7 separate regions of the Mus musculus genome follow, and regions 1, 2, 3, 5, 6 and 7 are each linked to region 4. The links are chromatin contacts, called in public ChIA-PET, Micro-C and promoter capture Hi-C maps. All regions are on one chromosome and are shown on one strand. Each heading gives the region's core, a stretch centred on a gene start, on an enhancer-like site or on the middle of the called end of the contact. The rest is flanking DNA. Distances are from core to core; before and after follow the strand shown. Region 1 holds the start of Dnajc12 (DnaJ heat shock protein family (Hsp40) member C12). Region 2 holds the start of Kifbp (kinesin family binding protein). Region 3 holds the start of Ddx50 (DExD box helicase 50). Region 4 holds the start of Slc25a16 (solute carrier family 25 (mitochondrial carrier, Graves disease autoantigen), member 16). Region 5 holds the start of Sirt1 (sirtuin 1). Region 6 holds the start of Srgn (serglycin). Region 7 holds the start of Ddx21 (DExD box helicase 21).

Region 1 (3,330 bases), core at 570-3,069, 470 kb after region 4:
TGAAGCTCTCTGGAAGTGCAGCAAGTGCTTCTCACCGCTAGCCATCTCTTCAGTCCCTGATTTCTGAATCAATGATCTCAGGGTGCCACATGCCTTTAATCCCAGCACTTGGGAAGCAGAGGCAGGAGGGTTTCTGAGTTCGAGGCCAGCCTGGTCTACAGAGTGAGTTCTACAGAGAGTAGCCAGGGCTACACCCCGTCTCGAAGAAACCAAAACCAAAAACAGAATTAATGATCTCTTCTCAGTCTCCTCTCCTTGTCCCTTCCCACTTCCCCTGTTCTCCCTCCCCGTCCCCCTCCCCTCTCTCCTCCCCTTCTCTCCCCTCTCTCCCTTCCCTTCTCCTCCCTTCCCCTCTTCCCCTCCCCTTCCCTTTCTCCTTTCCCTAGGGCCTGGCTGGTGGCAGTCAAAAATGCTGGCCACCGGGCTACATCTACAACCGCCCCAAATTACATGCTATTTTAGACACTTGGAAAAGTATCTTTCTAATTGACCAAATCTTAAAAACTTGCTTCACATTTTCTTCTGTCTCTTAAAAAAATAGGTTAAAAAAAAAACTATCCAAGTAACAGAGGTACAATAAATTAGTAACAGTTTTACACTAAATTGTCAAAACTGACTTCCGATTAGCTAATAGGAAAAAAAAAAATCACCATGTCAATACTCAAACTCCACCGAGGCACATAGGACCTCACAGAGACTGTGAGAGCACACACAGGCCTGTCCGTGTTCAAGCCAGATGAGGTCCCAGCACTGAGAGGGGAAGTAGAGATGGCCTCCCATCCCTAACCAACAAGCCATCTTCAGTTGATATCATCAAGGAAAAAGTAGTTCTCTGTAGCGGGGTCTCACTGGGTATATTAGGCACACTTAAGGGTGGGCTCCGTGCCCAGCAGGAAACGGGTAACACAGAACAAACTCAATGGTATTTTTTAAAAAAGATTTATTTATTTATTATATGTAAGTACACTGTAGCTGTATTCAGACACACCAGAAGAGGGCATCAGATCTCATTATGGATGGTTATGAGCCACCATGTGGTTGCTGACAATGGTATTTTTTAAAGCCTTTTTGTTTTATATTGCATAAAAAAAAATTACTGGCCTTCTGCTGGTATGTTATGGTTTCCCAGTTTGTGTTTTTAATTTTTTTTAAAGATTAATTCATTCATTTTATATATGTGAGTACACTGTAGCTGTCTTCAGACACATCAGAAGAGGGAGGGCATCAGATCCCATTACAGATGGTTGTGAGCCACCATGTGGTTGCTGGGAATTGAACTCAGGACCTTTGGAAGAGTAGTCAGTGCTCTTAACCGCTGAGCCATGTCTCCAGCCCGTGTTTTTAATTTTATAGATTTTGTTTGCATGTGTTTCTTCCATTATTTTTCTCTAAATTCTTTTATTTTAGTTTTTAAAATTTGTTTTCTAACGAGAGAAGGGGGAAAAAAAAAGGCGAGATGTTGGGTGAGTGAAGGAGAGGGGAGGATCTGGGAGGAGTTGGGACCGGGGAACCATAATCAGAATATATATTGTATGAAACAAATTTTTTCAATGAAAGCAAAAAGTAAAGAGCAAACCAAACCAAACCAAAACAACATCAACGACAAACAATAGCATCACCAGCAGCAGCAGCAGCAGCAGCAGCAGCAGCAGCAGCAGCAGCAGCAGCAGCAGCAGCAACAACAACAACAACAACAACAACAACAACAACAAAACACAACAGCAACAAAAAACCCAACAGCAACAACAAACCCCAAACTACAGATCCCAGCAGCCCCGCATGGCAGGCTCGATCCTGGGCAAACAGCCAATGAGAAGCTGTGTTTGCAAAGGGCTGGCTTGACGTCTGGGTGCTCGCTGGTTTGGAAAGTCCTGCTGAAATGTAAAGAGCTTTGCTGTCGCCCCGGAGCTCACAGTGTCGGTGGCGTCGGAGAGGACTGACTCATCCGCTGTAAATGGACGCGATACTGAACTACAGGCCGGAGGGCAGCGAGGACTACTACGCCTTGCTGGGATGCGATGAGCTCTCCTCGGTAAGCAGGGTTGCAGGTTCTCACCAGGTCGCCTTTGAGATCAGCCACGTCTCCTGGAACTCCAACCTCGTACCATTTGGAAGGAGTTTCGGCTCGGAGAAAGTGAAGGATTAAAATGCTTGCTGGTTAATTTGAGGAAAGGACTCCGAACTTCAAAGTATTAGCTGGGAGAGGGACCACATACAGTTTTTATTTATTTAGAGCAGCGGTTCTCAACCTGTGGGTTGCTACGGACTTGGGGTCGCATATCAGATATCCTGCACATCAAATATTTTTAATTACAATTCATAAACGCAGCAAAATTACAGTTATGAAGTAGCAACGAAATAATTTTATGGTTGGGGGTTACCGCAACGTGAGGAACTGTACTAAAGAGTCGCAGCATTAGGAAGGTTGAGAGCCACTGCCTAAGTAAAGGCTGCGATTTAGAGCTCAGGAGGCGGGGCCCCCTGTCTGTAGTCTCCTCGTTCAGAGAAAGTCTCATGGATTTTATAGTACCATTATAACCTCAAATGGTATTAAATACCATTATAATTTCAAATCAAATCAAGTTAGATGTCATATCTGGTGGGAGATTTTTCTTTTAAAGAAAGTAATGCTTCCCTTAGACATCATATACTTGAGACAAATGTGTTATTCTTTTTTTTTTCGAGACAGGGTTTGTCTGTATAGCCCTGGCTGTTCTGGAACTCACTTTATAGACCAGGCTGGCCTCGAACTCAGGAATCCGCCTGCCTCTGCCTCCCGAGTGCTGGGATTAAAGGCGTGAGCCACCACGCCCAGCCAAATGTGTTATTCTTTTAAAGACTTATTATTTTTGTTTTATGTGCATGCATGCATGCCTGTATGTATATATGTATGTGCATTTGGGTTCTATTTGGCTGAGTAGGGATACTTACTCTGTCATATAGCCTGCATTACTTTTTTGTTTGTTTTGTTTTGTTTTTGTTTTTGAGACAGAGTTGGCTTGGAACTCACCATCTCAGCATGTAGATCAAGTTGGCCATGGTTCACAGACATAACTTGCCTCTGCCTCATAGGTGATGGGATTAAAGGCATGTGCCACCATGCTTAGCCACAAAGCCAATTTTTTTTTAAACATCGATAGTTATAATTAGTTTAAAGAAATATCCTACTACACATACATTTTTATTTAAAAATTATGTTTTATTCGTTGAACCTTTGTATGTTGGGTTGGACCAGATCTTTGGTTCAAGAGTCACTTAAGACACCAAGATGGATGACCTGTGTACTGTAATTCTAAGGGCCGATCCCCCAAATAAAACAAACAAAACCAA
Region 2 (3,233 bases), core at 500-2,999, 340 kb before region 4:
ATCACACTGAAGTGTTGCTTGAACTGAACCCCTTACTAATGTCTTTAGCTCCCAAACAAACATGGAAAATATCCCTATCTGTGCCACCTGCTGGAGCTGTGAGCAAAAGGGACAGGCAGTGCCTGTTAGTATTTGGCTTTTAATTTTATTGAGCCATCATAAAAGAATATGGCATACCATTTTCTTCTAAGTTTTGAGACTTTCCTGAAAGGCCTACCTACCCAACAATCAAGCTTAGTAAATATTCCCTGGTACACATATCTGGACTGGAGGATGAAACCATCTATAACCCTAAGAAAGTAACCTGGCACAACAGAGTCCGACATTATCTGTCTTTTTTCCCCCATAGTGTGGAGATGAAACCTGGAGCACTAGGTAAATGCTGTACCACTGAGCTACACCCAAGGGCCTGGAAAACTCTACCCACTATTTGAATTTTGAAATGTTATGTTCTCCAGAGCAGAAAGTCGCACTTGCTGCTTATAAAAATGTAAAGGATGGAAGGTGAGATCAGTTTGGACCAGATAGAGTTAGTCCAAACAAGAGTTCCGATAACCTCAGCAGGGAGGCTGAGGTGGGGGGATCATGGGTTAAAGGCAGCCTGGGCTACAAGACTCTGAAAGGAAAAGGGGGAGGGGGTCCTAGCACTCAGGAGGTGAAGACAGTCGAAGTTAAGCATTGCAGACACAAATGGATGTCTAAACACAAACAAAAAATAAAAAGTTATTAAAAGGTTGTCGAGACAGTTTAAGGAAAAGGTACGAATTCCTTGCTGAGCAAACAAGATGAATGTGGTAAAGAATAAAGTTTTAAGATTTTGGCCATTAACAACAACAACATTTAAGATTGGATCATTCTTGCGATCCCTTGTCCTGTTCATTCCATTCGAATCCCGTTGGATTATTTCTTCACAGAATGAAACTAAGCTTGTCATTGGGTTGGGAGGCGCTGATTCGGACGCTTAGGTTTTCTGCCCAGGATTACGGAAAGTAGCAAGTGAGGCTGGAGTAGGCGGCGAGAACTCAGAGGGAGTTGGTAGGCAGATGGAGGGTAGGTGTTATGACAAATTAAAAGGGACTAAACTTCGCTATGAAACCCAGGCTAGCCAAGAACCCAAAGCAATCCTCCTGCCGCAGCCTCCCTAGTACTGGAATTTCAGGCCGGGTGTTGTGCAATGCTGGGGACTGAACCAACTGAGAGACGTGCGCAGCCAGGAGGAGCGTTTTGGATGCAGAACTCCCGCCTCAGCATCTCACCTGCGCCTGGATGTAGAGAGACACACAGCCGAGCGACAGGCGGTAGGGGCGCAGCAACGACAGGCACCTGACCAGATGCTCCTCGCCGGCAGACAGTTCCTCCGTGTCGATGTGGTTCACACCAAGGTGGAACTCGACCACCGCGAGGCGCAGCGCCCGCTGCGCTCCGGGGCCCTCAGCCTCCCGGGGCTCACCCGCGCCCAAGGCCTGGTCGCCCGGCCCATCGTCAGCAGCCGGCTCGTCCTCGTCCTCGGGCGCCGGGCCCAGCAGCGCGCGCACCTCCTCCAACAGCGCGCGCGCGCCGTACTTGGACTTGTACGGCTCCTTCTCCGGGTTCTTGTGCAGCTCCACCCGCGACAGGGCCAGCGCTGCCTGGAACTTCTCGCGGATCTCTGGCCCCGGAGCGTTCGCCATCGCGGCCTGAGCTGACGGCCGCCTCCCCGTCCGTGGACCAGCAGCCACTGGAGGCCTCCGCGTTGCGACACTTCATTTACGACGTGTCGTGACTGTGGAGCGCCGACCAATGAAGTCGGTAGAGGGGAGCGCTAGACGCTCGGCAGCAGCCAATGGGAGGATGTTCTGGTCGCCACAACAGCCGTCGTCAAGGAAACGAAGCTGTCAGGGAATACAGAGCCTTCCGCTGCTACCCTTGAGCAGTATGGCTTCTCCTGCTTCATCCCAAAATGTAGTTTATACAAAAATGTTCAGAATCAGAATGATTCTTAGGGGTAAGGTACTAGCCTATCGTAAAGTCAATCCCTAGCTTAAATGAAATTTAACACTAACATCTTTCGATAACTGCTCAAGTTCATAGGCAAGAATCTTTCACCACTAATGTATTACGCTATCACAGTTAAAAATTATAGTTGTAGGAAACTACAACCCAGGTACCCAGGTCTCAGGGATCAAATTCAGATCCTCAGGCTCAGCCTCCGCAGCCTTTACTTACTAGAGCCACCTCACACCACCACCGCCCAGTCCCTGAAAATTCTATAAAGGCTCTGAGCTAGGCATGGTGCCAATTATCTGCAGGCTGACACAGGGGCCAGTGTTGATATGTATTGTAATGCTAAATTCTGTAGCCTATGATTAAATTCTCATGCTTACCAGCTTTTGTTGTACAAACTTTATTCCTTAATTTAAAACTTAATTTGGTTAAATAAAAATGGCTACAGCTAGCCGGGCGTGGTGGCGCACGCCTTTAATCCCAGCACTCGGGAGGCAGAGGCAGGCGGATTTCTGAGTTCGAGGCCAGCCTGGTCTACAAAGTGAGCTCCAGGACAGCCAGGGCTATACAGAGAAACCCTGTCTCGAAAAACCAAAAAAAAAAAAAAAAAAAAAAAATGGCTACAGCTGCCGGGCGTGGTGGCACACGCTTTTAATCCCAGCACTGGGGAGGCAGAAGCAGGCGGATTTCTGAGTACAAGGCTAGCCTGGTCTACAAAGTTCAGGACAGCCAGGGCTACACAGAAATCCTGTCTCGAAATAACAAAAACAAACAACAAAGGCTACAGCTAATAACTGCAGGGATCAGAGGTAGGTGGGTTTCCTTGTTGAGCATTGGAGAGAGTAGAACAAGAGCCAGGAGAGATGGACCATGAGCACACGGCAGGAGAAACAGCAATTACTTGGGGGAACACTGCTGGGAAAGAAGCCAGGTCAGCAGTTGGAAAAATAGATTAGAGATTATCCCCCAGTAATTGTCAAAGCCAAATAAAATAACCATAGTGTGAGTCTCACTTATTTGTAAGCTGGTCAGGGATAAGCTCAGAATTGGTTGTGCTACAAGTCTACATAGTTCCAAGACAGCCAGAGATACACAGTGAGATCTGTCTTGAAAACATTTATTAAATGTAAAATTATTTTAAGTCTTAAAATGTATGTACATACATATTGAAAGGTAAACATAGGATGTTAGGGGAAGAGAGCAATTCACAAAACTTGAATGGATGATTCAAGAAATGAACCTGTAGAAAA
Region 3 (3,147 bases), core at 574-3,073, 270 kb before region 4:
AACTTTCCTCAAGAATCTTTGGAAACTATTTCAAGATTTTATATATATATATATATATATATATATATATATATATATATATATATATATATATATATAAGCTAACTTTACAAGGAGCACATAAAACTGCCAATCACAAGATAACAGTAGAACAAGCCTTCGAAGGCAAATGAGGTAATGTTTTTATCTCATACTATACAAGTATGGTTAGAAAGAAACATTACCTAGACCATGTCAGAAGCAGGATTTAGGTATGCAAGGTTATTCAAGACAAACTAAATTAAATATAAAACTAAAATAACGGCTTGAGGTTACATTTATAGTCTACCCTAGAAGCCTACAGTAGTAAAATTCAAAGGGGCAAAGAGCTTTGGCTTGGGAAGATGAAAAGGTTCTAGAGATCACGGTGGTCGTGACAGCACAATTCTATTATAATGACATCAAGTCACACGCTTAAAATGGTATAAAAAAAATAAACCTTGAGCCATGGTCGAATTTAAACCCCAGCACTGAAAAATGGAACTCTCAAATGTAAATTCCAAATTTAGTACGTTCTACAAAAACAGAAAAACGAGAGTTGGGAATAGAGCTCAACGCTGGGCATTTGTCGGGCATAGTGGTGGCCTCACTTCAATGCCCACTGGGAAGGTGACATAAAAGGGTGGCTAGAATTTAAAATTTACCTTCGTGGTAGGTCCTAGGGGGTGTTTCCTCATCTCTAGCACTCTACAGAGTAAATATTTTATCAAGTGTCATCTTTCCCACAGTCATTTTCATCCTCATTCAGCTTTCTTTCTCCAGGTCAAATGTCTCCAGTAAAAATTTTACCTCTGCATTTTTTCTTAACACCATAAGATCCTCTATTTTTCGGGTTCTTTCTTTCTTTCTTTCTTTCTTTCTTTCTTTCTTTCTTTCTTAATGTCTTGGACGGAGGTGGGGATAGAACCTCTACAGGCTCCTGGTGGGCAGGGACTATTCTGCATACTTAATTAGTTTTATCTCCTCGGTCCTCAGCTAAGAGTCTGGCACGATTAGCCTCAATAAAAACCACAGTGGATTGAAAATACTGACAGTAAGGGCTATTCGTAATACAACCCCCACGAACTCCATCACAGCCAACCCCTGGCAAGCCTGGCTTTGACACTGTTCCTTAAGCCTCTATTACCCAATCATGGAGGATTGTAACCCCCTAGGATAGCTTTTCCCGAGACTGCTGCAGACACGACACCGCGACCGGGAGGCAACACATAGGCAAAGCCATCATCATCTCTGTCTCAACTCTTCGAAGGCCCCGGAAAACCAAATGAAGGGACTCGCCGCCTAAGAAAGGGAACACGAGCAGATTCCACGGCGATGGGAGCTCAAGTCTGCCCATCTCTCGGGAGAGATCCGGGCGCAGAGGCCGACGTGGGGCTGAAGTACCACGGAAGCCGGGCCGTTCTCCTCCAGGTCCGGGAGTGCGGCGATGGGGAATGGTCCCTGGGACCTCGGAGGGCTGAGCTCGGCGAAGGGGAAGCTGTCCCTCGGAAACTCGCCCCCGGTCCTGACAGGTCTTTCCCCTTCCTAGACAGCTCCCCTCCCCGCCCAGGCCAGCGCAGCCCGAGGGAGGCGCGGCCCAGCCGCAGCACACCTTTTGCCGCTCCTTCCTCTGGCTCTCGGACTCTTCCAAGGGTGCCTCGAGCTCCATTATGTCTCCCCAGAGGAGTTTCCCGGGCATTACTGGCCGTCGCAACCTCCCGCCCGGCTGCGGTGGCCGCGACCACCTACGGCCACCGAGAGCGTGAAAGGAAGCGGGGGCTGGGCGGCCCCGCCGGCCAGGACCGTGCGTCACTTCCGGGCCACGCACCTCGCGGCGGGAGCAAAGCAAGCCGGAACTCTACAGGAGGAAACTCTCCCAGAGAGTCGCAGCCTCCCTCGGCCAATGAAAACCTGAGTGGCCCCGATGGGCCCGCCCACGGTCTGAAGTGACAGGCTTCTCCAGAGCACGGGCCAATCTCCAGGAAGGACGCTCGCCTCCCCTGGCGCGGCACGCAGAATTCCAAGTGTTCCCCTCCCCCCGCTCGGAACGCCTCCCTTCCCAGCATGCCCTGCAACGCTCGCGCAGCCCCCTCGCAGGCGGCGGGGAGCGAGGGGCTGACGCGCGACGCAGCGGCTCGTGGGCAAGCACGAGCTGAGGCCGGCGGGAGCGCCACGCGCCGTACAGCCATTCGCCGCCGGAAACTGCAGCCCTCCGCCCCGCCCCCGCCCCGCCCCGCCCCCCGCAGTGGGTGGAGCGTTAGCCTGTAACGGTACCTGGGCATTGACGTCGAGGCTTCCCGGGGTCAGCAGAATCTGCAGGGGTCTGAAGCCGAGGGGCCGCCTCAAGGATATTAGCTCCTTATGCAGGCGTTAAGTTATGGCTTCACTTTTAGTTCTCACGTATCCCAGAAGAAACCAAACCCACCCGAGAAGCGAATTTATTTGTCCAAACTCAGTAGCGCTTGTAAGACTTGAAAAGTGATCGGAATCCGCGATGGGCACAGCGCTCTCACAGCTGTAATTTCCCAGAGTTGCAAGGCGAATGCTCGCTCCTATGAAACAGAATAGGGAAAAATCTAAAGGATAAGAAAAGCAAGTCCAATGTGTCTGACAGATGACCTGCTTGTAATACGTACATTTAATCTTAAGGTTCAGGATTAACTGCCTCTGAGGTACAAATTTATATGAAAGATATCAGTGTCAGCGAATTGACTTCTTGGTCTTTATGTATATTCACAAAGATTGGGCTCGATCCCCTGTACCTCACAGACCAGGCAAGCCTACTACCAATTGAACAACAATCCCAGTCCTCAAACCTTGTTTATCATGTTCTCTTTATTCAGTCAATCAGCTATTACATTCCTGAGGGAAGATGACACCAAACCTAGATGTAGGTACAGGGCATTCTTGCAAACTACATAATGTCTAGTGTAGCAGTCTTGTAATCTGAGCCTCAAACACAGGCCTTAAAAAAATTACAGCTACACGTCCTGAGTTCTATGATTAGACTTAAATAACCGGGACCACAATATTTTAAATTTGTGATAGCTTCCAGAATTCTATGAAAATAAGGACTGGCTTAACATCAATGACTTTGTCTGAATGTAGTCTTATGGATTCAGTTTTATA
Region 4 (3,356 bases), core at 82-2,581:
GTATCTCAGGCTAGAGACCAGGCTGGGCCATATTTAGTATTTAGTCCTAGGTCACAGATGTGAGGGTGATGCAGTTGCACCATCTGTCACTCCACTGATTACCAAGTTGACCTGCTGTCTTTTTATTTATTTATTTATTTATTTTTGTTTTTCGAGACAGGGTTTCTCTGTGTAGCCCTGGATGTCCTGGAACTCACTCTGTAGACCAGGCTGGCCTCGAACTCAGAAATTCGCCTGCCTCTGCCTCCCAAGTGCTGGGATTAAAGGCGTGGACCACCACGCCTGGCGACCTGCTTGTCTATGTGAGTGTCTCCTCCCCTCTTCCCACTCCATGTACATGGCTTCCAGAACTACATGCCTGTTTGGACAAAGATGACCTTCCCCTAAGAGAGAAGGACACCATCTTTGATAAAGGGTGTGGGAATAGATGTGTCACCCTGCTAGAATCTCCAAACAAGCCAAGCCTCCATAGCCGGTCCCGAGAAAGGCAGGGAGAGAGGAAGAAAAAGAAAAGAAGGAGAAATAAAAGAGAAAGAGTTTGTGAAGACAGCAGGTTAAAGAATTTATCGTGTGTGAGATCAGAAGATGGGAGTGGATCAGAAAGACAGGGAAGGCTGAGCTGCTTGTGTTAATGCCAGAGGCACCATACACACCACACACACACACACACACACACACACACACACACACACGCGCGCGCGCGCGCGCGAATCAAACCCAGGTATTCTACAAGAACAAGAGTGCTTTTAACCGCTGAGCCATCTCTATGGCTCTCAACATTTATTATAGTGTGTGCGCGTGTGGGCGCGCGTGCTGCCAAGTTGCATGTATGGAGGTCTAAGAATAATTTGTGGGAATCGACTGTCTCCTTCAACTAGGCCGGGTCTGGAGACAACTCAGGTCGGCCAGCCTAGTGACAAGTGCCTTCAGCCGTTGAGCCAGCTAGCTTGTCTAGCATTTTCTTTTGACACAGTATCTTTCTCTCTGCAGCCTGGGCTAGTCGGGAACTCACTAAGTTACCCATGCTGGTCTTGGTCTGGAGGTGATGCCCCTGCTTCAGAGTCCTGAGTGCTGGGATGACAGGCATGAGCTTCACTACATAGCTCAAGCGGGTCTTGATCTCCATGGTCAGGAGTCATCAGGTTCGCTCGTGCTGAGACTGCAAGCCTGAATTTACTGGTCTGGCTCAAGAGGCTCGCAAACCTTCAGCAGGAAACCCGGGACCCTGAGTGTCGCAGACCCCCTGGGTGACGCCCACTTCCGCCTTGCTCTCTTGGACGGGTCCCAGCGGCGGCTGCGTGCGTCATCATTCCTCGCCGCCGCGCGCCATGGGCATCATCTGGCCCCGCCCGCGCGGCGGCTGGGCTCCTGTCAGAGCCGGCTCCAGCCATGGTGCTGCCCAGTGTTTTGTAAGTTGGCAGCGGAGGCTCGGGACGTGGCGCAGGTCCCGATGGCGGCCCTGGTGGCTGCGGCGGCCCTGGCGGCGGCCGAGCCTGCACCCGCGGTGCCGCAGGCGGCTGGGAGCGGGGGCCCGACCTCACGCCGAGACTTCTACTGGCTGCGTTCCTTCTTGGCCGGAGGTCAGTATCCGCCGCCCGGACCCCGGGGCTGGGTGTTGAAGCCGGTCCGCGGGCCGATCAGACAGTCCCGAGCTTCTCCTGCTGCAGCACCCAGCCGGGCCTTCACGTCAGCCCCTGCAGCCGGGGCTAATCCCTCCGCTGAACCAAGCACCTATTTCTTAAGGTTGAAAACAGGATCCTTTAGGTGGGACATGGTGGGGACCACCCCTTTCTGTTACAAACAACACGTGTGACAGTGTAGGATTGGGTTTTGCTGTTTGCTTGAAAGGAAAATAAGTTTTGGAGGTGGAGGCCAGCTTGGGCTCGCGTCCCCTTCGCGTGAGTGTGCGCGCGCGTGCGGATAATGATTTGAGAATATTTAATGTATTCCCCCCCGCCCCCCCACCTCAAGAGCCTTATGTAGTTGACGCTGGCTTTGAACTCCCGATTCTCCTGCCTCTGCATCCCAAGTGCTGGAATTACAGGCACATGTCGCACAGTCCGTCTCTAGAGGCTAACTTTGAAAAATAGACTAGGATATGAGCTGGACATGGTGGAATGTGCCTTAAATCGCAGCACCAGGCAGATGCAAAGGTCGGCAGATCTTGAGTTTGAGGTCAACCAGGTCTTCATAGCAAGTTCTGGGCAAGCAAGGAATACAAAGTGATACCCTGTCTCAAAAACAAAATAAAATGACTAAGGATATTGTGCAAAATTGCCTACAACCGCCCAGCGGTGGTGGTGGTGCACGCCTTTAATCCCAGCACTTGGGAGGCAAGCAGATTTCTGAGTTCGAGGCCAGCCTGGTCTGAGTGAGTTCAGGACAGCCAGGGCTACACAGAGAAACCCTGTCTCGAAAAAAAAAAAAAAATCAAAAAACAAAAACCAAACAGTTGGAGAAGCAGGCCCGCAGACCTTGTCATGCGATAGAAGATAGATGGAGGTGATAGCAAAGATCCCTGGCTTTGTTGTTTTGGTTAATCTTGTAGATAGATGATGGTAAACTGATGGACAAAAGTGGGAGGGGCTTGAGAAGAACAACAAATCTGTAGTCCATGCTGTAGACCAGTCTGGTCTATAGAGTGAGTTCCTGGACAGCCAGGGCTACACAAAGAAACCCTGTCTCGGAAAATCAAAAAACAAAAAAAGAAAACTGCCTACAACCAAAACTGGTTCCAGGAATCGTGGTAAACAAGCTTGTAACTGCTTGAAAAGAAGCACTGTGCTTTGTGCTTACTCTACCAGATGGCTTGCATGTGCCAGGGTTCCTCTCCCTTTCAGTAAGCAGGTGTTTGTAAGTTTGTATCTCTTAACCTCTCCCTCCCCACAATGATTGATTATTTGAGTTGTCATCAGGTAATTATTTATGTGGTTTTTCTTTTCTTTTTTTTTTTTTTTTCCCAGACAGGGTTTTTCTGTGTAGCCTTGGCTGTTCTGGAACTCACTTTGTAGACTAGACTGGCCTCGAACTCAGAAATCCGCCTGCCTCTGCCTCCCGAGTGCTGGGATTAAAGGCATGCGCCACCACACCCGGCTCAGTTAATTATTTATGACTGGCAATAAAAAAAATACACATCATGAGGTCTTATGGAAAGATAGGGTCATAGCTTGCAGCTGTTTTGGGAATGTAATTATTTTCTTCTCAGATTAAAAAGACATTTGTTACTTAGTCCTAGCACTCGGGAGGCAGAGGCAGGCAGAATTAGCTCCAGGCCAGTCTGGTCTACAGCATGAGTTCCAGGATGGCCAGAGCTACACAGAGAAATTCTGTCTTGAAAAACCAATGTGTACACAATG
Region 5 (3,397 bases), core at 501-3,000, 420 kb after region 4:
GCACAGACATTGGAAACCAGCCTGACATATATAAAATAGTGAGTTCCGGACCAGCCTGGGCTAAACAGGGACCCTACCTCAAAAAATCCAAAATGAAGACACACACACACACACACAAATAAAATCTGTGTAGCCCTACAAAAGCAGCTCAGGGTTCCATGCCCAGGACAAAGAAATACAACTTCATGAAATGCATCAAATAGAAATTACTTCTAAATATCACTGAGATAAAAATCAATCCCTGGCTGTGTTCTCACTGCCCCAACCAGAGAAAGTCTCTTTCCGTAGCCCTTTCAAGTAGCAATCTACCTGCTTCAGCCACTGGGTGTTAGTAAATGTATGATTTAAAGAACACGAAGCATACTTTATGCGACTTGTTTCCCCTTTAATACCTGACATCAAGGGTCATTTCCTATTTCAGTCCCTAACACGTTTTGTTGTTTTTTAATTCATGGCACCATTATACGAGCCACAAACATCTACAAGGGCACTGACAGACTCTGATAAATTCTGTACAAAGCTTTTCAGGAAGACGATAAGTGGCATTATTACAAAAACAAAACAAAAAAGTAACCCAAACGTTTGGCGTCAATAGGGCAAAACCAAGCAGGTTTGTTTCAGGTTTGTTAATCTAAAAATGTTGCGAGCATGATTTTGAAAGGAAAAGAAAACTTACGAAAGTACAGTACAACTATAACTCCTCTATATCGAAGTGATAAATGCAATCGCAGAAAAGCAACATTTTTAGGAATAGCCATTTCCTTACATTTTTTAGACTGTGTCTCAAGAAATAGCTTTGGTGTATTAAAATTTCTAACTTCAAAAAAAGACATAGGTCTATCCAAAAAAGAAAAAAAAAAAAAAAAGCAACACAGGTGTCAGTTTGCAAAACGAAATCGCATGTCGATCCACGGGACAGCCCCAAAGTCGCAAAGCAAAGTGTGCAGTGAGGAAAACTATAACTTCACTAAAGGCGCATCGGGAGGGAAACCAAACCGAGGGAGGGAAAACTTCACTCTAACGCCAAACTGCGAGAACCGCGGTCCCGGCGACTGCGCGCAGCAGCGCAAGGCGGCCCAGGCGAGCGGCGAGTCCGCGCGCGGCTCCGCAGCAGGGCCGGCGAGCTCGGCGGCGCGCGGCCGAGCCAGGGCCGAGCTGCGCCGCTGCCGCCGCCGCCGCCGCGGAGCCCGCGGAGCTCTCGGGGCCCTGGGCAACCTGGGACCGGGTCACAGGCGGGGACGCGGAGGGACGCGGCTGCGCGGCAGCGCGCGCGGACTCACCTCGGTAGCCGATCGCTGCCGCCGCCGCTGCCGCCGCCGCCTCGTCCTCCTCCTCGCCCTCGTCGTCGTCGAAGTCGTCAGCCGCCCTCGGCTCCCGCCGCAGGCCGGACCCATTGTCTCCGTCCCCGGCCACGGCCGTCGCCGGGGCCTCCCGCTCCGCGCTCGCCGCCGCCCCTGCCGCCTCCCGCCACAGCGCCGCCGGGGCCGCGGCGCTCGCCGCCTCACACCCCGCGGCCGCCGGCGCCACTGCTGCGCTCGGCTCGCCCGGGCTGCGCCCGAGGCCAGGCCCGTCTCGGCGGGGCCTCTTGCGGAGCGGCTCGTCCGCCGGCTGCGACGCGGCCTCCATGGCGGCCGCCGCGGAAGGGGAGCCGGCGGCCTGAAGGGCGAGCGCCACCTCGTCCGCCATCTTCCAACTGCCTCTCTGGCCCTCCGCCCTCGCCTCCTCTGCTCCGCTCGACGCGCGGCACTGGCGCCCCCGCGGCTCGGCTGCGGGAGATTTAAACCCCGTCACGTGACCCGCCCCTCCCCGCCCCCGCGCCTCTCCCGCCACCCACGCGGGCCGGACCACAACACGCCGGGTCACGTGGCCGGGCGCCGCCCGCGGCCTGGGCCCTTCCCGGCCCCACCCAGGGCGGCTCGGCTCCCCTCAGCGGCCTCTGGCGCCTCCCGCCCGCCCGACCCGTTCGCTCGCTCGCTCGCTCGCTCGCTTGCTCGTCCGGGATCGCCGCGGTGGTTCAAGTTTGCGATGGCGCCGCCACTTCCCACCTGGGCCTCACGCGTGCACCTTGCCTGCCTGCGCCTCTTCGCCTCAAGTCGGCTTTTACCTCAGGGGCTCTGGAGAGCCCAACCTGGCCGACGCCGGCCTTCCTGAGGAGAACTCCTCCACCTGCCTTGCCCTTGCTCTGTGACAGCTCTTCCTCAGGTTACCCCTGTGGTCTCTCCTCAGGAAGTTTGCGCTCTCTCCCAATCTCCCTTCTCAAGTGCAATGGAATGCCCAAGCCAGCCCTCGGGGCCTGTTGCCCTCCTGGAAAGATCTGGCGATTGAGGACCCGCCCTATCTGCTCTCTGGACCCACCAGGTCCTCTGTACCTCGCTTTAGTCTTTGGTAAAATTCATCTCTTGGGGCAGCAAGAGAGAGGACAGAAGGGAGAGTGGTTGGTTCTCCACAAACTTCTGTGTTAAGAGTCAGATTGGGCCTGGGCTCTTGTGACTTGGGCGATTGACTGAACCTTTTCTAAGCCCAGTTTTTAATCATCTCTAAAATGACAGGGCCAGGACCGAAAGAGACTGTAGCTCAGTTGTAAAGTCACGCTTGCCAGACAACCCCGAAGCCCTAGAGAGAGGGAGGAAGGAGGGTAAGTTGAAGGTAATCTCCAACTACTTAGGAAGTTCAAAAAAGGCCTGGAATACATAAGACCTCGTCTCAAAAACGAAATTTAAAACGATAGACCATGAGAAATCAGCTAGTCAGGTTTAAAGTAAATGACATTAGTTTTAAAATCCTAGGCAGTTGATGGTGGCACAGGCCTTTAATCCCAGCAAGCTGGAGGAGACAGGAGGAGGTTCACTAGGACAGCCAAGGCTACACAAAGAAACCCTGTCTCGAAAAAATAATCTTACTTCTAGAATTGTAGAAATGGCTCTGTAGTTAACAGCACTTGTTGCTCCTGCAGAGGCCCTAGGTTTGACTCCCATCATCCACATGACAGCTCATACCTTCAGATCTGACACCTGCTTTTGGTAAACACAGACATGTATGGAGCCAAAAGACCCAAACACATAAAAATCCTCTTTGTTGTTGTTTTATGAGTTAGGGTTTCTCTGTGTAGCCCTGGCTGTCCAGGAACTCTGTAGATCAGGCTGTCCTTGAACTCAGAGGCCACCTGCCTCTGCTTCTTGAACTGCTGGGATTAAAGATGTACACCAGCAAGCCCAGCATAAAAATACATATTTAAATAATTTTTTAAATAATCCTTAGTTCCTTCACAACTCTAAGCCCCTTCACTTTCTAGTTACCATGAAATTCTGAGCACCTGTATCCATTTGGATCATTAGGGCTCAATTGCACATGGTTCAATTACAGTGGGGTTTCCCCAGATTTTAGAGTTAGAGGCAGC
Region 6 (3,294 bases), core at 372-2,871, 410 kb before region 4:
CCATCTTGCCAGAGCACGTGGCTACCGGGGACTATTTCATGAAGCCAAAGGTTTTTCCCTGAAAGATCCGCATGAACTTGAATTCTGAGTCAAAGGGAAAAGTGTGGCTCTAGCTGTGTAGCAGAGCCCCGGACATGCATGAGGCCCTGGGTGTAGGCGCCAATATCACAAAGCTACATAAATAGAAGTGAGCCTTAGCAAGGTCACTTCCTGTTTTCCGATGACGACGTTAGCATAGCCCCATGAAAATAAGTTTCTAAACTTCCACTATGCAAGGAATTTCTGAAGTAACCTGTGAGATGTCATTTCGACCGGAAGTAAGAACGCTACAGCTAGGAGTCACTTCGAAGAAACTCCAGGACACGTATGTCGCTGTGACTCAACATTTCCTTTATGTTTTTCAACCATAAACTCGGCAACTTATTTATCAGGCCATGACCTTCTGCCTCATTTAGACATAGTTCCCTAAATATTAAGGCGAATAAAGTGTGCTTCTTTGTAGTTGTTGTTTGTTTGTTTGTTCTACAAACATTCCATCTTCTTAGAAAAAGTTTGAGGTTGAGTCAGCATGACTGAACAGCTGTAAAAGACAGTCAAATTTACAGACAGGTTTTCAAACGAAAACCTGTTTTCTGGACGAGAGCACAAATGCTAACACTCCTCAGGCTGTTTCTAAAATATTGTTTTAGAGTTAGCATTTTGCCTAGCCAAAATTGAATGTTTGGTAAGAGCCGAGCTTAAGAAGAAAGTAAAAATAGCTACATTTACCCCAATTAAAAAAAAAAAAAAAAAAAAAGCCGGGCAGTGGTGGCGCACACCTTTAATCCCAGCACTTGGGAAACAGAGGCAGGTGGATTTCGGAGTTCGAGGCCAGCCTGGTCTACAGAGTGAGTTCCAGGACAGCCAGGGCTACACAGAGAAACCCTGTCTCAGAAAATCACACACACACAAAAGCCTCTTTCATTGTTAAAATAACAGCGCCATCAGATTCCGTTCTTTGGAACCCAGCATGGAGACATACACCTGTTATCCCAGCACTCGGGAAGTAGAAGTTCCAGGTCCTCTTCAGCTGTATAGCAAGTTGAAGACCATCTTACGCTACATGAGACCTTATATCAAAATGGAGTTCATGCAGACAACTCAGTGATAGGATGCTATTCTAGAAAATTCCATGATGCCACCATCTCAGTAGATCAGTTGGGTAATTTTCCATTTATTTCTTGAATGCTTTAAATGAATAAACCACACATCTTTACCCAAAAAAATAAGAACACTTTTCAGTCATCCTGACAGGTTTTAAGGCCACCACTTACCTTAGAGTTTAATTAATTATTATTATTTTTTAGACCAAACTCAAGTAAACTCACACGAGGTTGTTGAGGCACCTGAAATCCTTCCTTACCTCCCCTCCCACAATAGGACACCCTGCACCTTCAGATGAAGACAATTACTTGTGCATATGCTGATGCCTTCAGAGCAGAGAATTAAAGATCCTGGGTCTCTTACCTTGCACTGAAGATCCCCAAACCAGGACGAAGGCGAGAGCCAGGACAAGCCTGCTGCCGACGGGAACCTGCATCCTGACCAGCTCGGCTCCACTCAGCCTCTGGATTAGCAAATGTAGCAGGGTGCTCTTTCTGTCCCTTTTAGAAAGAGGTTCCAAAACCTCAGACCCTGCCCAAGAACACACGTCACAGTTTCCTGAACAAATAGAAAGAGATCCACATCAACACCCAGAAAGAAGAAGAAAGTTGAAAAAAACAACAACTGTTCATACCCATGATGAAACTCCACCGGACTCCCCCTAGGCGTTTGCTGTGTGGTTATTATTTTTTCTTTTTCCAAAAAGCTCTGCCATCTGTCATTTGCATGTTTAAAAAAAAAGTTTTCCCCATCAAAAAGTCGAATCAGCACTTTCTTCCCCCTCCCTTCCTTCAGGTAACAATCTAAACAGACAGGAGGACTCAGCTGTTCCAGAACTGAGCTCGGCTCATCCACAGCGCACATCAAAGAGAAGCTGGGCGCGCACAGAGTCAGGCACAAGCAGGGAACATTCCGAGCCGAGCTGGGTTCTCAGCCCCCAGGATGAGCGGTCTCCGTTAACGTCCAGAGTCTGCTAGAATTCCTGGCTTTCCCTCTAGCTCACAAACAGGTGAGGAATATATATATATATAAAATCAGCTGCTCCCCAGGGATTGAGACCATGCATGTTTGCATCTTTTTTTCCTGTTTTTTTTTGTTTGTTTGTTTGTTTACTTCGAAAAAAAATTTTTCTTTCTGGTCTTGAGTAAGGCAAAAATCAGGAACAAGGAGGGCAGGTCCCCCCCTCAGAGGGCCGTGGAATGTGAAAACAGAGACACAGATGCTGCCGTTCATAAAGGACTAGCCGTTCCCTGGCCTCGAAGATTGCGGGGCTTTGGGGGTGCGGGTGCGGGAATGGCCACTCTGTGCTAGCCTCACAGTAAGGGTGGTTTTACGCTGTATCTGTAGCGAGACAGCTTTCTCTGCCTTTGCTCTGAGGGCTCAACCATTCTCCACTTCAGGGTGTCCGTTCCTCGGCTGCTCAGATGCCTGCCCCTTGGCCATCCTTTGATGGGTGGGAGGAGTTTCCTTCCCCTTGTTCTGGGCTTCCTGCTGATTCCTTAAGGTTTCCTGATAAGGACAGACTTTAGAATCTCATAGCTCAGGAGCCCTGATAGAGAAAATGAAGCCCTCCTTAGAAACTTCTCCTCAGAAGCCCCCTCAGAGCCTGGAAACCCTCAACTGTAGCAACCGAGGCGCACAGAGACCCAGCGCACACCGTGTGGAGTTTTAGTATCTGTTGGGATTTCTCTCCTCTGCCTTTGGTCCCTTTTCATGATAAGCTTCAATTAAAGCCCTGATAACAAAACGAAAGATCATGTTAACAGCTTCAGGAAGTTTCTCACGACACCTTCAAGGCAATTAGAAGTAGAGATGGATAATTTAGTCACCTTCACACAACCTACAATCACGTGGGAAGGGAGTCTCAGGGACGGAGATAGCCCGGATCAGGATGGCTATGGACAGGCCTAAGGGGGATTGTCTTGGTTATTTGGTGTGGGAAGATCCAGCCCATAGTAGGCAGCGTGATGCCCTCCCTGGTTTAGGGATCCGGATGGCAGCAAGCTGAGAGAAAACCAGCAATCATTTGTTCCTCTCTGCTTTGGATTGTGCAATCAGCTGCTTCAAGTTCAAGCCGCCTTGACTTCCTTGCAATGATGCACTGTTCTCGTAACCTGGAAGCGTGAGCTAAAATGTGACCCTGAGCCCTTT
Region 7 (3,113 bases), core at 338-2,837, 320 kb before region 4:
AGAGTGGGGAAAATAAGTGATAAAGGCACCCACCCAACATTGACCTCAAACTTCTGTAACCCCAGGGGCAAGCATACCCATCCATCCATACATACATACATACACACACACACAGTATCAGTGAGCAAGCACTGTCCAAAAGGTAACTATGAAGGAAGGAAAGAAAGAAAAGAAAGAGAGAGAGAGAGAGAGCGAGCAAGCAAACTTTGGGTGTCCTCATAACAGCAACAACAGGTTTCTTTTCCCTCCAAAATTTCTATATGGTAAAACACTCAAGAAATGTGTACTTCAATGTGGATTCTCGTAGACACTATATGAAACAAAACTACCAAAAAAATTCATATATCATTTGCGTCTGTGAAACTTTATTTGGACTTTATTTAAATGTGCAACTTTTCATATGGAAAATTTGTACCGATTATTAGCCACCTACTAGATAGACTCTAGTAGTGTTCCAGGCAGTAAAGACTAAATCATAATGGACTAAATTCTCAAATCATGGCCTAAGGTAGCGATTCTCAACTTTTCAAATAGTTCATATTGTAGTGACCCCCAACCAGAAAATTATCCCGTTGTTACTTTAATTTTTGCTACCGTTATGAATCATAATATAAACATCTGCAGATTATCTGTCAGGCTGAGAACCGCTGGGCTAAGGGCTAGAGCTACAGTGGGACAGCACCTGCCAACACGTGAGCTGCCCAAGGTTTGGTCCTGGTACCACAAAAACCATCTTAAAAATACTGTATCGTGGACAATCTCTCCGCCCCATGAACATGTTATCTACTACATATATGAAAAACAGTAAGTCGAGTTCGGAATATAAACGCGTAGCTAGGTCCCTCCCTCCTGACTTCAGCATCAGGCAGCTGAACACGCGGATGTGAACGCTGTGCGCCCAGTGATTTCCACCTAATTCAAATACTACTGCTGCTCCTTTAAAAGGCTCCTACCTTCAAAGTCAACAGAGACAGCAAAAAAAAAACTCAATTAAGTCGTACAACATAGGAGTTCCGGGATAATTTCCGAACCCTCCTACTTTGATAGATACTGTCACAAGTTTAATATTTTTATGCAAGGAATTAAGAAGAGACAAGGCGATTTAACAGTGCTCACACAGATCCTTCTATATAATAGGGTGATCACTTAGCCAACCACGTTTTCTGTTTTGGGTTTTCTTTTTTTTTTCTTTTCTTTTCTTTTTTAAAGAGGGAACTGTGTCTGTGTGTCACAGCAGATGCCGACCATGTGCGCAAGTTTCAGACTTTGCCGTCTTCGGCTCTGGTCCGCACTGTGACGCGATCGGCAATCCCTTCCGCACTCCCAAGCCTGACCAGCCGACACGGCGTGTCAGAGGGCCGGCCACGAGCTCCCGGCCCGGCCCAGTTCGGGGACACCCCCCTCCCCCCAGGCTCACCTTCTCGCTTGGCTTCGGCAGCGTCTCCATGCTCTCCTCGGCCCCGTCTGAGCCCAACTTGGCCCCACTGCGGAGTTTTCCCGGCATTATTCAGCAGCAGCTTCTCAGGCCTACCGGCTTCCTCAACCGCGTGCTAGGAGAGAGGGCGACAGAGAAAGCGGACCGCCCCTCAGCCGGGCCTATTCGTCACTTCCGCAGCGGAGTGCATCCGGCGGAAGTAGCGTGTACCGGCAAGGCTGCGGTTCGCGCGGCTTTGGGTGAGACCCGTGTGTGCGGCGTGGAGGTGCTCTGCGCGGTCTAACGACAGCGGGATCGCCACGGCTAGACTTGGAGAACGGCCTTGAATCTTACCCTGCTGCCTCCGCTTGCCGAGTCTGGGATTACCAGCTGGCAACATTTTCCCATGAAAAGCTGCGATGTGTACGCTACCTGTGGAAAACGGCTGGGTGGTGACAGATAAACCCAGGTGCTTTGGTGAGCACCGGAATTCAGGGACCGGCGAGATACCACAGTTCTGGTGACCTGAATTTGTGATCCCTGGAAAACAGAACCAGCTGTGCAGTTTTATCGTGCACGCGCTCAGTGGCACCCAGGACACGCATATGCGTGCTGCACAATATGAACAATTTAAAAGAACCAGAATAGGCAGGGCATATGGGGTGCACGCCGCTAATCTCAGCACCCAGGAGCCAGAGGTAGATGGATCTCTATCGAGTCCAGCGTGGTGCACATAGTTCAAGGCTAGCCCGACACATGATGAGATTGTCTCAACAGCTCTCTCCCCGACCCCAAGTAACAACAAAAAATACCCACAATTCACAAGTCTGGCCCTTTATTCATGTGTGCACTTTATAAACTTCCGGGTATTCTTGTATGACGGACAGGGTTCGTTTTTTTGTGTTTTGTTTTTCGAGACAGGGTTTCTCTGTGTAGCCCTGGCTATCCTGGAACTCACTTTGTAGATCAGGCTGGCCTCGAACTCAGAAATCCGCCTGCCTCTGCTTCCAGAGTGGACAGACAGGATTCTAATAACATCCAAGCCCTGCTTGTCCTCAAGCACTACAGACCAAAGTTTCTCAAGGGGGTCGACACTCCGTTGGGGTTCAACGACCCTTTTACCAGTGGTCATATATCAAATATTTACATTAAGATTCAATAGCAAAATTACAGTTTTGAAGTAGCAATTTTTTTTTTCAGAGCTGAGGACTGAACCCAGAGCCTTGCGCTTGCTAGGCAAACGCTCTACAGCTGAGCTAAATCCTCAACAACTAAAATTAATTCATTTTATGGTTGGGGATCACCACAACGTAAGAGGCATTAAAGGGCTACAGCATTAGGAAGACTGAGAACCACTGTTATAGACTAATGTAAGAGATGGACAGTTATCACTGGGTTTGAGGGCACACTCAGCCCCTTGACAGGGCCTTGAGACTAGGAATGGATTCCCAAAGATGCCTAAGTTGGAGAGTTTACTACTACCATTGGATAAGGGAAAGAGGCCAATTGAATGATCAGTGACAATGCTCGTTTTGAGTCAGGCTTTCACTGTACACCCGTGACTGCCCTTGAACTCAGAGATCTGCCTATGCTGGGATTAAATATTTGCACGACCACACTGGTAATACGTTTTAGAACTTCTTCTGAAGAACCAGTGATTCGGGGACTTGGGAGACAGTTTATCACAGTAGTTTGAAAA

Evidence for each region. Promoter capture Hi-C pulls out the DNA fragments that hold promoters and counts their contacts. A called contact is a pair of places that touch in the nucleus more often than the background predicts. ChIA-PET counts read pairs in DNA pulled down with a chosen protein or histone mark. Capture Hi-C pulls out chosen DNA fragments and counts their contacts.
Region 1: a contact with region 4 is called in a promoter capture Hi-C map of liver. The contact joins the promoter of Dnajc12 here to the promoter of Slc25a16 in region 4. A contact is called at or near these places in 13 of 39 promoter capture datasets (the 3T3-L1 cell line, 3T3-L1-derived adipocytes, the C10 cell line and 9 more), 6 of 484 Hi-C or Micro-C datasets (B cells, CD4 T cells, CD8 T cells and 3 more), 3 of 115 datasets of contacts at active chromatin or transcription factors (double positive thymocytes, memory CD8 T cells and thymic regulatory T cells) and 2 of 9 other capture datasets (adipose tissue and liver).
Region 2: a promoter capture Hi-C map of embryonic stem cells shows a contact between it and region 4. The contact joins the promoter of Kifbp here to the promoter of Slc25a16 in region 4. A contact is called at or near these places in 11 of 39 promoter capture datasets (the 3T3-L1 cell line, cranial neural crest, embryonic stem cells and 7 more), 1 of 484 Hi-C or Micro-C datasets (embryonic stem cells), 3 of 115 datasets of contacts at active chromatin or transcription factors (astrocytes, embryonic limb bud and memory CD8 T cells) and 1 of 9 other capture datasets (liver).
Region 3: a Micro-C map of embryonic stem cells shows a contact between it and region 4, with 2.5 times the contacts expected there. The contact joins the promoter of Ddx50 here to the promoter of Slc25a16 in region 4. A contact is called at or near these places in 1 of 39 promoter capture datasets (erythroid cells), 4 of 484 Hi-C or Micro-C datasets (CD4 T cells, embryonic stem cells and muscle stem cells), 5 of 115 datasets of contacts at active chromatin or transcription factors (bone marrow-derived macrophages, cardiomyocytes, effector CD8 T cells and 2 more) and 2 of 9 other capture datasets (adipose tissue and pancreatic islet).
Region 5: a promoter capture Hi-C map of pre-B cells shows a contact between it and region 4. The contact joins the promoter of Sirt1 here to the promoter of Slc25a16 in region 4. A contact is called at or near these places in 7 of 39 promoter capture datasets (the C10 cell line, cranial neural crest, hippocampal neurons and 3 more), 1 of 484 Hi-C or Micro-C datasets (CD4 T cells), 3 of 115 datasets of contacts at active chromatin or transcription factors (bone marrow-derived macrophages, large pre-B cells and memory CD8 T cells) and 3 of 9 other capture datasets (adipose tissue, liver and pancreatic islet).
Region 6: a contact with region 4 is called in an RNA polymerase II ChIA-PET map of memory CD8 T cells, with 6 read pairs. The contact joins the promoter of Srgn here to the promoter of Slc25a16 in region 4. A contact is called at or near these places in 2 of 39 promoter capture datasets (cranial neural crest and maxillary cranial neural crest) and 2 of 115 datasets of contacts at active chromatin or transcription factors (embryonic stem cells and memory CD8 T cells).
Region 7: a promoter capture Hi-C map of embryonic stem cells shows a contact between it and region 4. The contact joins the promoter of Ddx21 here to the promoter of Slc25a16 in region 4. A contact is called at or near these places in 13 of 39 promoter capture datasets (the 3T3-L1 cell line, cranial neural crest, embryonic stem cells and 9 more), 4 of 115 datasets of contacts at active chromatin or transcription factors (astrocytes, effector CD8 T cells, embryonic limb bud and 1 more) and 1 of 9 other capture datasets (liver).

The regions. Positions count from the first base shown.
Region 1 is chr10:63,384,744-63,388,073 of GRCm38.p6, forward strand. Dnajc12 (DnaJ heat shock protein family (Hsp40) member C12) reads left to right here and starts at 1,820. Exons shown (of 5, transcript NM_013888.3): 1 at 1,820-2,032. The coding sequence starts at 1,955.
Region 2 is chr10:62,576,708-62,579,940 of GRCm38.p6, forward strand. It overlaps Kifbp (kinesin family binding protein), which reads right to left and starts at 1,750. Exons shown (of 7, transcript NM_028197.2): 1 at 1,257-1,750. The coding sequence starts at 1,670.
Region 3 is chr10:62,649,395-62,652,541 of GRCm38.p6, forward strand. It overlaps Ddx50 (DExD box helicase 50), which reads right to left and starts at 1,824. Exons shown (of 15, transcript NM_053183.3): 1 at 1,631-1,824. The coding sequence starts at 1,717.
Region 4 is chr10:62,919,302-62,922,657 of GRCm38.p6, forward strand. It overlaps Slc25a16 (solute carrier family 25 (mitochondrial carrier, Graves disease autoantigen), member 16), which reads left to right and starts at 1,332. Exons shown (of 9, transcript NM_175194.2): 1 at 1,332-1,580. The coding sequence starts at 1,451.
Region 5 is chr10:63,337,285-63,340,681 of GRCm38.p6, forward strand. Sirt1 (sirtuin 1) reads right to left here and starts at 1,751. Exons shown (of 9, transcript NM_019812.3): 1 at 1,281-1,751. The coding sequence starts at 1,686. RefSeq lists a promoter at 1,687-2,315.
Region 6 is chr10:62,506,136-62,509,429 of GRCm38.p6, forward strand. It overlaps Srgn (serglycin), which reads right to left and starts at 1,622. Exons shown (of 3, transcript NM_011157.3): 1 at 1,507-1,622. The coding sequence starts at 1,579. It overlaps Gm51804 (a long non-coding RNA gene), which reads left to right and starts at 1,669. Exons shown (of 3, transcript XR_003949006.1): 1 at 1,669-1,819; 2 at 1,939-2,152.
Region 7 is chr10:62,600,711-62,603,823 of GRCm38.p6, forward strand. It overlaps Ddx21 (DExD box helicase 21), which reads right to left and starts at 1,588. Exons shown (of 15, transcript NM_019553.2): 1 at 1,418-1,588. The coding sequence starts at 1,504.